Linked DNA regions of Triticum aestivum: region 2 is linked to region 1. A link is a contact called in public Hi-C data. All regions are on one chromosome and are shown on one strand. Each heading gives the region's core, a stretch centred on a gene start, on an enhancer-like site or on the middle of the called end of the contact. The rest is flanking DNA. Distances are from core to core; before and after follow the strand shown.

Evidence for each region. Hi-C and Micro-C count contacts between places; a contact is called where the count stands out from the background.
Region 2: a Hi-C map of leaf shows a contact between it and region 1, with 2.8 times the contacts expected there. The contact joins the promoter of LOC123121112 here to the promoter of LOC123123493 in region 1. A contact is called at or near these places in 3 of 5 Hi-C or Micro-C datasets (all in leaf) and 1 of 1 datasets of contacts at active chromatin or transcription factors (leaf).

What each region holds. Positions count from the first base shown.
Region 1 is chr5D:529,054,820-529,059,059 of IWGSC CS RefSeq v2.1, forward strand. LOC123123493 (heat shock cognate 70 kDa protein 2) reads left to right here and starts at 2,109. Exons shown (of 2, transcript XM_044544010.1): 1 at 2,109-2,440. The coding sequence starts at 2,224.
Region 2 is chr5D:529,249,547-529,253,491 of IWGSC CS RefSeq v2.1, forward strand. LOC123121112 reads right to left here and starts at 2,459. Exons shown (of 7, transcript XM_044541043.1): 1 at 2,448-2,459; 2 at 1,565-1,781; 3 at 1,358-1,472; 4 at 372-564. The coding sequence starts at 2,459.

The sequences.
Region 1 (4,240 bases), core at 859-3,358:
GGCCGGGCCGGGTCGAGCTTGGGGTTGTTGCCTCGGGCTTTGACAATCCCGACCTGAAAACTGACCCACCCCAGGGTATGATCAGGTTTAGTTCAAACCAAAAAAATGGCATCATCTTTAAAAGCAGAAATTTGCCATGGTAAAAAGTTTTCTTTTTGCAATGACCAAAATAAAAGGTCATGGCAAATTTCCATATGTACATACATGGTGGCAAGAAAATGTCGATTAAAATTTGTAAGATATTTTTAGTATATAAATGAAGACACAAAACATGTCAATTAAAATTTGTAAGGTATTTTTAGTATACCAAGCATTTCTGGATCAGTGCATGGCAATTTGAAGTAAATAAACTGAAAAATGGAGCAAAAAGGTTGGGTGAGGTGCTACCTGCAGAGAATGGAGCCAACACCGGGGCCTTGTGTAGTGCGTCGCGGTGGTGGTCGAGCTCAAGTTGGGGTCCTAGTCCTCATCCTCCTTTGATGTACTCTCATTTTACCCGAACGAGCTTTTGAGAGCTGCTGCAACCATGCTTAGGTTGGATCCCTGCAGGAGGTGGATGCGAGCTCGTGGTCGTCGCCACTGTGTTGGGGGAGTGGCAGATACATGGTGGTGGTCGTCGTCGACGCAGACCCATCCTCCCGTGGTTGCGGTCTCGCCTCTGCTAGACCTGACACCTGGCGGACGACCCCGTCACGGATCCCACGGCCATGGCACTGACCTCTAGTGGATCCCACGATCACCTCTACATCTGGGCGGCGGAGGAGCGATTGACACAGCCAGGCCGTCGACCCCGCGACGAGGGGCGCGCACACGAGCACCTCATTCGGCTTGAAAGATCGGCACAGGGACCCCTAACACCTTCGGCACGGTAAACGGCCACCACCATGCCCTCATCGCTCGCTCGACCACTGTTGACACAACGCCGTCCGCCGGATCCGATGCATGAGTCCTACCACCGCCCTCCACCGTCGAGGGGTTGATGGAGACGGCGCACGCGCATGAGCACCTCCACGGTTTCCCAATGGGTACAGGCACCCCCATGCCTTGCTTCTAAGGTCGGATGCCGATGTACCCTCGCCAAGGATCTGATGGGATTGTTGGAACACGAGCCGTCACGGTGGGTTGGAAGAGTGGAATGGGGGAAAGGAGAACACGGAGGAAGTGGGCTGGGGACGTCTCTATCTGCGCGAAAATGGTTTGCCTCTGTTAGGATTAATTTAATTCAGTAATTAGGGATAATCCTCCTTTGTACAAACCGATCGTGCGGATTGCCAGGCAACCGACGCGACGGTTCTCCCACGCCCGCACGACGGACGGGTCCTTTCAATCGCGTCCGTTCTGCTTGTATATAAACTGTGATCCTAATTCGTTCTTAAACAGCCTCCACCACAACTCCAAGCGAACGGACCGCGACTAGTGACGTGGCGAGGAGGCTTGCTGTAGGATTTGTGCGGCTAATCAGACGGCTATGAAGACGTTCGCACCCAACCCCTAAAAATCTGAGCCTTTTCGTAAGTTTTTTTGGGCTAGTGGATAGATTAAGTTTTTCGAAGGGGTCACTTGGTACAAATAATACATCGCCGGAAGCTTCTCGAGTCTGCTTCGTGGGAGGTTCACTTTTCTCAGATCTGATACTGAACCATCACATCCACGTACACAAACAGATATTTCGGGCTGGTCCGAAGTTGCAAACCATCCGATCACCATCCAACGTCTCCGGGGCGCGCAGAATAGTCCGGCCAAGATCGTGACGCCCACCGCCGACCGAAGACGCTTTCCCACTAGAGACACACACGGGTTCCCAACGGACACGCCCCCTGCCCTCCCGCGACACGCTAGAATCTGCAAAACAATCCAGCGACTCCCCCACCTCCACCCCGTGACACCGCAACACGGACCCACACGAACCTTCAAAACCGCGGGACCCATCCGCAGCGACAGAAACTACGAAACCATCACGTACGATGGTTAGGGTTCAAAGTAGCACTGCATTTATGGCGCTGAACTCTGCCAGCCGGGCCCCACCCGATGCTTGCTGGGCTGTGTATGGGCCACGCCTCCGCCGGTTCAGACAGCCGCTCCTGTATAAATAGCGGCCCCGCTCCTCGCTGCCTCCTCCTCTCCCGAGTCCGCAGCAGCCGCCGCCAGCAGCTGCGCAAAGGCTCCACAAACCCTAACCCTAGCTCCAAGCTTAGCTTCCATCTTCTCGATCTAGCTAGAGCCATGGCGCCGACCAAGGGCGAGGGGCCGGCCATCGGCATCGACCTCGGCACCACCTACTCGTGCGTCGGCGTGTGGCAGCACGACCGGGTCGAGATCATCGCCAACGACCAGGGCAACCGCACCACGCCCTCGTACGTCGCCTTCACCGACTCGGAGCGCCTCATCGGCGATGCCGCCAAGAACCAGGTCGCCATGAACCCCATCAACACCGTCTTCGGTGAGGCACCACCCCCGCTTCCCCTTCCTCACTCTGTCTGTCCAGATCTGCTTGTATGGTTGGTTTTGCTGTTAGATGCGCGCGTCGTTGACCCGTCGCTTGTCGCGAGGTTTTTGCTCGGATAGATCCGCTGAGTATGCTTGAACGAAATACGATGAGGTTTTTGTCGTTGACCCGTCGCTTGGTGCGAGTTGTTCTGCTTCGGTAGATCTGCCGAGTATGTTTCGGCGGTTAGGATGTGTGTACGGTCGTATATGTGCTATACTTATACGCTGGAGGCGAACCATGCTACTTTTTTGGTGATTTTAAGCTGCATCTCGTGGCTTTATGCGGCTAACCGGTTAGATCTGTGATGTGGTTTGGTCATGTATAATTTTATATGCCTGCTAACTTTCTTGGATCTACTTTTGAAGCTTGTGTCCAGCTTCACTTATTGTGATTGTTTCAGGGTCCTCAGCTGTGGTCCGTTTAGATCCATATATAGCTGCAGGATCCTTGCTTCTATTTTGCACTTCATATTGTGGACAAAATATCTTTTACTTAAGTCCTGTAATTTTTTTAATGGAACTAAATATCCACAGTACTACACTTCAGTGTGTGCTAGCAATTTTTTTAACTAAGGTAGTTGTCATCATTTCATTGCCAACTGCTGTTATTATTTTGCACACTTATTTTCAAAATTTTGCAAGGATCATTTATGCTAACTTTTTTGGATCTACTTTTGGATCTTGTATCTAGTTGTTCCTTTTATTACGAATGTTTTTCATGGTCCTCATTTAGATCCATACGTAGCTGTAGGATTATTAGTTTGGCTTAATAGTATGTATTTATTTCATGGGTCATACATTAATTATTAGAGAAATCACACTGTAATTGTTCTCTGTTTGAGTCAATGAGTATGGCATTTTGTGCCCCGTTTAAAAAAAAAATATTGATAGGTTGTCTCAGCTTATTGTCTGATTACTTGATATGAAGCTATATCTTATTTCTAAAAATCCAAGTTAAAGTCACGTTTTTGTTCAACATTTAAATATTGTTTCTATCTTGGTCGTCCGGAACATTTGCCCTGTTATGTAAGCCTTTAAGAATTTAGTTAGCATGTTGTGTGCACTTTTTTTTGGCAGCTACTTGCACCACTAATAACCAATTAAATTGGGATACTTTTTGGCACACGTATTTGTAACTCAATGTTATAGATGTTAAATTGGTCATCATTTATTGCTCGTCTGGATTAATCCTTCTTTGTCTTCATTATTCTGTATCCATTCTATAGAAGAATTGTTTTGTGTTCTGTGTGAACGAGTGCTGACATTTCTGAGCCGTTAGGAAGCATGCTAACTCAATACTGAATTAGTAATTAGTTTACTTGTATAGATCCTGAATCCTGTAAATTATGAAGTTCCACCCAATACTACTGCTTATAGCTGCCATATATATACCTAGCGTTTTATTACTGTTTTATTATTATCATATTGTACCTGGGTGCAATTATGTGCAAGTTATATGTGGTCACTGGATTGCATGTAACTCTGTACATGCTTCCACTTGTGAACCAAGTACAAGTAAGGTTCACGTAGCTTCTTGAACCTTAGGGAAAAGCCGCATAACACCATTAACTTGAAAACCACTTATCTTATCCCAGAACTGCTCCTACCACAATATAAGGGGTAAAAAATGGTTTTTAGTTTGTGAGGTCATGCGGATTTTTCACCAAGATTCAAGTGGTTATCTGGATCTTTTGACTTAAGTGCTCCTACCACAATGTACCTAGCGTTTTATTACCCATGTTTTTTTATTATC
Region 2 (3,945 bases), core at 1,209-3,708, 200 kb after region 1:
AGTTTGCATTACTTCATATAGCATATACAATGGTTAAACGGAGAAGGCTATATGGCCACCACACACATCGTTGCTTGTCTCGCTAGTTTTGACAGCACCCACCAAGAAGCAGGCAATATCACCGCGCCTGCAGCAGCTAAACGACATATTCTCTTGTTTTTTGCAGGAAAGCTAAAAGATAGATTGGTGTGGAAATTTCATGGAAAACCATTGTGACATGTCTATGTTTGTTAAGTCACATCAACAGATAACTCCAATAATTGCACGATCCCTACACGCAGTTTCACTGTTACGACATGCACATAAACAGATGCACTCTAGGATTTGACTAGCTTCATCGTTGTTCCACCCTCTCTGAAGAAAGTTTCTACCTGTGTTTCAATTTTCACACGCCTAATGTAGAGAAGGAAGCAGCTTGAACATAAGAACTGATCAGATTCCGGAAGCAGAATACTCATTCCTTTGCGGTCGGACGGGCGGGGCGGGAGCTCGAGCTTGGTGACAACGTGCCCCTTATTGATCCCCATGAACAGCCCCGTCTTCACCGGCGGCATTTCAGTTCCCCTGCAAGGAGGCCAAACCGTAAACTTCCCTGATCAAGTTCGAAAGAGTGCCAATTTTAGAATGTTACTAGGCTGTCATTTTCAATAATCTCATCACAGAATTGCACTACCAATATTGCTTGAAACTTCTAATATAGGTAATACTTGCACAGAATTTACAGTAAAATCTGAGGCCCGGAGATAACACGCACAGACGGACTAAAATCAAACGGTAACATCAGACTTGAGAAAGAATATACAGTTATGCACCCATTGACAATAGAAGCCAGTTCTGCAGGCTGGCACCTGAACATTGTGTGTAAATAAACTGTCAAAGACTGACAACTTGTATGTTTGCATCACTTAATATAGCATACAGTGGTTAACGGAGAAGGCTATATGGCCACCACACACATCGTTGCTTGTCTCGCTAATTTTGACACCATCCACCAAGAAGCAGGCAAAACAAAATCGCCGTGCCCGCAGCAGCTAAACGACACATTCTCTTGTTTTTTTGCAGGAAAGGTAAAAGACAGATTGGTGTGGAAATTTCCAGGAACGGCCCCGTCTATGTTGCTCAAGTCACATCAACAGATAACTCCAATAATTGCACGATCCCTTTTCACCGTCACGAAAATGCACATCAACAGATGCACTCTAGGATCTGGCTAGCTTCAGCGTTTTCCCACCCTCTCTGTCTCTGAAGAACTGAATTTCTAGTCGCGTTTCAGTTTTCACACGCCTAATGTAATACATACAGTAAGCAAATTGGGCATCATTCAGAAGTGAACAAATTCCGGAAGCATGAAACTCACCCCTTTGCGGCCGGACGGGCGGGCGGGAGCTCGCTCTTGGTGAAGCCGGACCCTTGTTGATCCCCAGGAACAGCCCCGTCTTGGGCGGCGCCGGCGCCGGCGCCATTCCCCTGCACTGCACGGAGCCCAAACCCCAAACTGGATCACGTAAGAGGAAAAGAAGACGCAAGTGCAATGTCGCAGGAAGCAAGTCGGGGTCGCCTTCACCTGTAGAGCGCTCGGCGACGAGGTGGGGCAACGGCGACGGCGACGGCGACAGCTGCGGCGGCGGTGGGGTTGAGGAGAGGCCGCGAGTTGGTGGGCTGTGGAGACACTCAGGTTCGGCGATTTTAGCGAGGCAACCGCTCAGCGAGAGGGCGATTGTGGCCTGCCCCGCGCTGGGCCCGGGGCTCGCTGGTATAACCACCCCGCCACGGGGCGCGATCTGCTAAGTTTCAACTGTTCTAAAAAAAATGCTAAGTTTCAACTCTTCCTTCTTTTATTCTTTCCTTTTCCTTTTTTCCATTTTCGTTTTATGTTTCTTTCTTCTTCCTGGTTTCTTCCCTCATCGATTTATGATTTTCATAATTTTCTATGTATAGAAAATGCACCCTATGTTTTCTGCATTTGTTTCCCTTTCTTTTTTGTTTTCCTTTTTTTTTGCGTGAACTTTTTCCAAATTGATAAAAAAAATTCAAATGTAAAGAAATTTACTTTTCAAAATCATTGAACTTTTTATTACTTTTAGAGAACTATTTTTAAAAATTGATGAATTTATTTTAAATTCGATGAACTTTTTATATTTGACAAAAAAAAATTCAAAATCTATGAACTTTTTTCAATAATTGATGATCTTTTCCAGATTTTTGAACTTGTTCAAAATTGATGAACTTTTTTCAAATTGGTGAAATTTTTTCCAAAATTTTGGTGAGCATTTTTCAATTTTTGTGAACTATTTTTAAAAATTGATGAACTTTTCTTCAATAAGGCAACGTTTTTCTGCAAGTTCATAACCTTTTTCTGAATTCTGTGAAGTTTCAATTTTTTTAAAACAAAATCATGTATGAGCGGCTATAATAGTTTTAAAATTGTTAGCGCCGCATTCAGTCACTTGGAACGACATGCATTAGTGGTTAACCGAACAACTGTAGGCAGTGCAGGGCGTGTGTTTGATTCGTCGCGGGAGCGCAATTTTTCGGATTCTTTTCGCGCTTTTTATTACCATTTTGTGCGGTGCCCCTTTGTGGGGGCCCACTTGGCTGTGTAGCGGGCGTCACTTCAACTAATCGGGGCTGAAAAAGCGCTCCTCAAGGGTCACTTGGGGTGGGCTGAAAGCACGCCACGTGTTCGATTCGTCTCGGATGCGTAATTTTTGGATCCTTTTCGCGCTTTTTATTACCATTTTCTGCGGTGCCCTTTCGTGGGCTAATCGGCGCTAAAAGAGCGCTCCTTCGGCAGCCTCCCCAAGGGTCATTTGGGGTGGGCTGAGAGCGCGGTGCGCTATCAGCCGCCGCCACATGTCGCGCTCTGGGCGCTATCTTCAGATTTTGTTTTTAATTTTTTTCTGCATGCGTTTTCGGTTTTTCTCGGATTTTCTACAAGAAAGTTTCAAAAAAAATTGAGCAAAAAGCATCTTCTTTTTTCCTACTGCGAGAGGCATGGATTTACTTCTCGTGGAGGCACGGATTTGCTTCCACGAGAGACACAGCCGTGCCTATCATAAAAGGGGGGAAGACACATTTTCTTTTTTTCTTACGATGAGAGGCACAGATTTACTTCCCGTAGAAGCACGAATTTGCTTCCATGAGAGATACAATCGTGCCTATCACAAAAGGGGGGAAAACACATTTTCTTTTTTTTCTTACGATGAGAGGCACATATTTACTTCCGGTAGAGGCACGGATTTGGTTCTGCGAGACGCACGGCCGTGCCTCTCAAAAATGAAACAAAAATGCGTTATTTTCCCTTCCGCGAGAGGCATGGATTTACTTCTCGTGGAGGCACGGATTTGCTTACGCGAGAAGCACGACCAGGAAAAATGCGTCTTCTTTTTTCTTTCCTACCAGGAGAGGCACGAATTTATTTCTCGTATAGGCACAGATTTTCCTCTGCGACAGTGCCTCTCGGAAAGGGTCGCGAGAGGCACGTATTTACTTCTCGTGGAGGCACGACCGTGCCTCAAGCAAAAAGAAAAAAAACATGTTTTTTTATGACGAGAGCCATAGGTTTACTTCTCGTGGAGGCACGGATTTTCTTCCGCGAGGGGCACGGCCGTGCCTCTCGGAAATGGCAAAACGTGCCCCCGGTTTGGGTTTTTTTGTCCGTTTTTTTAGTGAAAAAAATGTTTGTTGAAACAAATCAATATTGGATCTAGTTTTGAAGATATCAACGCAAGGAATCCAAGGGTGAAAATGGTTCAAGATTTGGACGCACAGGTTAAGAGAGAAAACATATTGAATAAACAAATTTACGGGGAAAAAAACTCACAAGTTAGGACAACTGACGTACATGTAGTGCGACCCTTGTCGCAACTTGACGAGGTGCGGGTGACATTTGTAAAGAGTGCTCCTTAAGTAGTGATTTCGTGATTAGGAGCTCCCCAGTGAGAG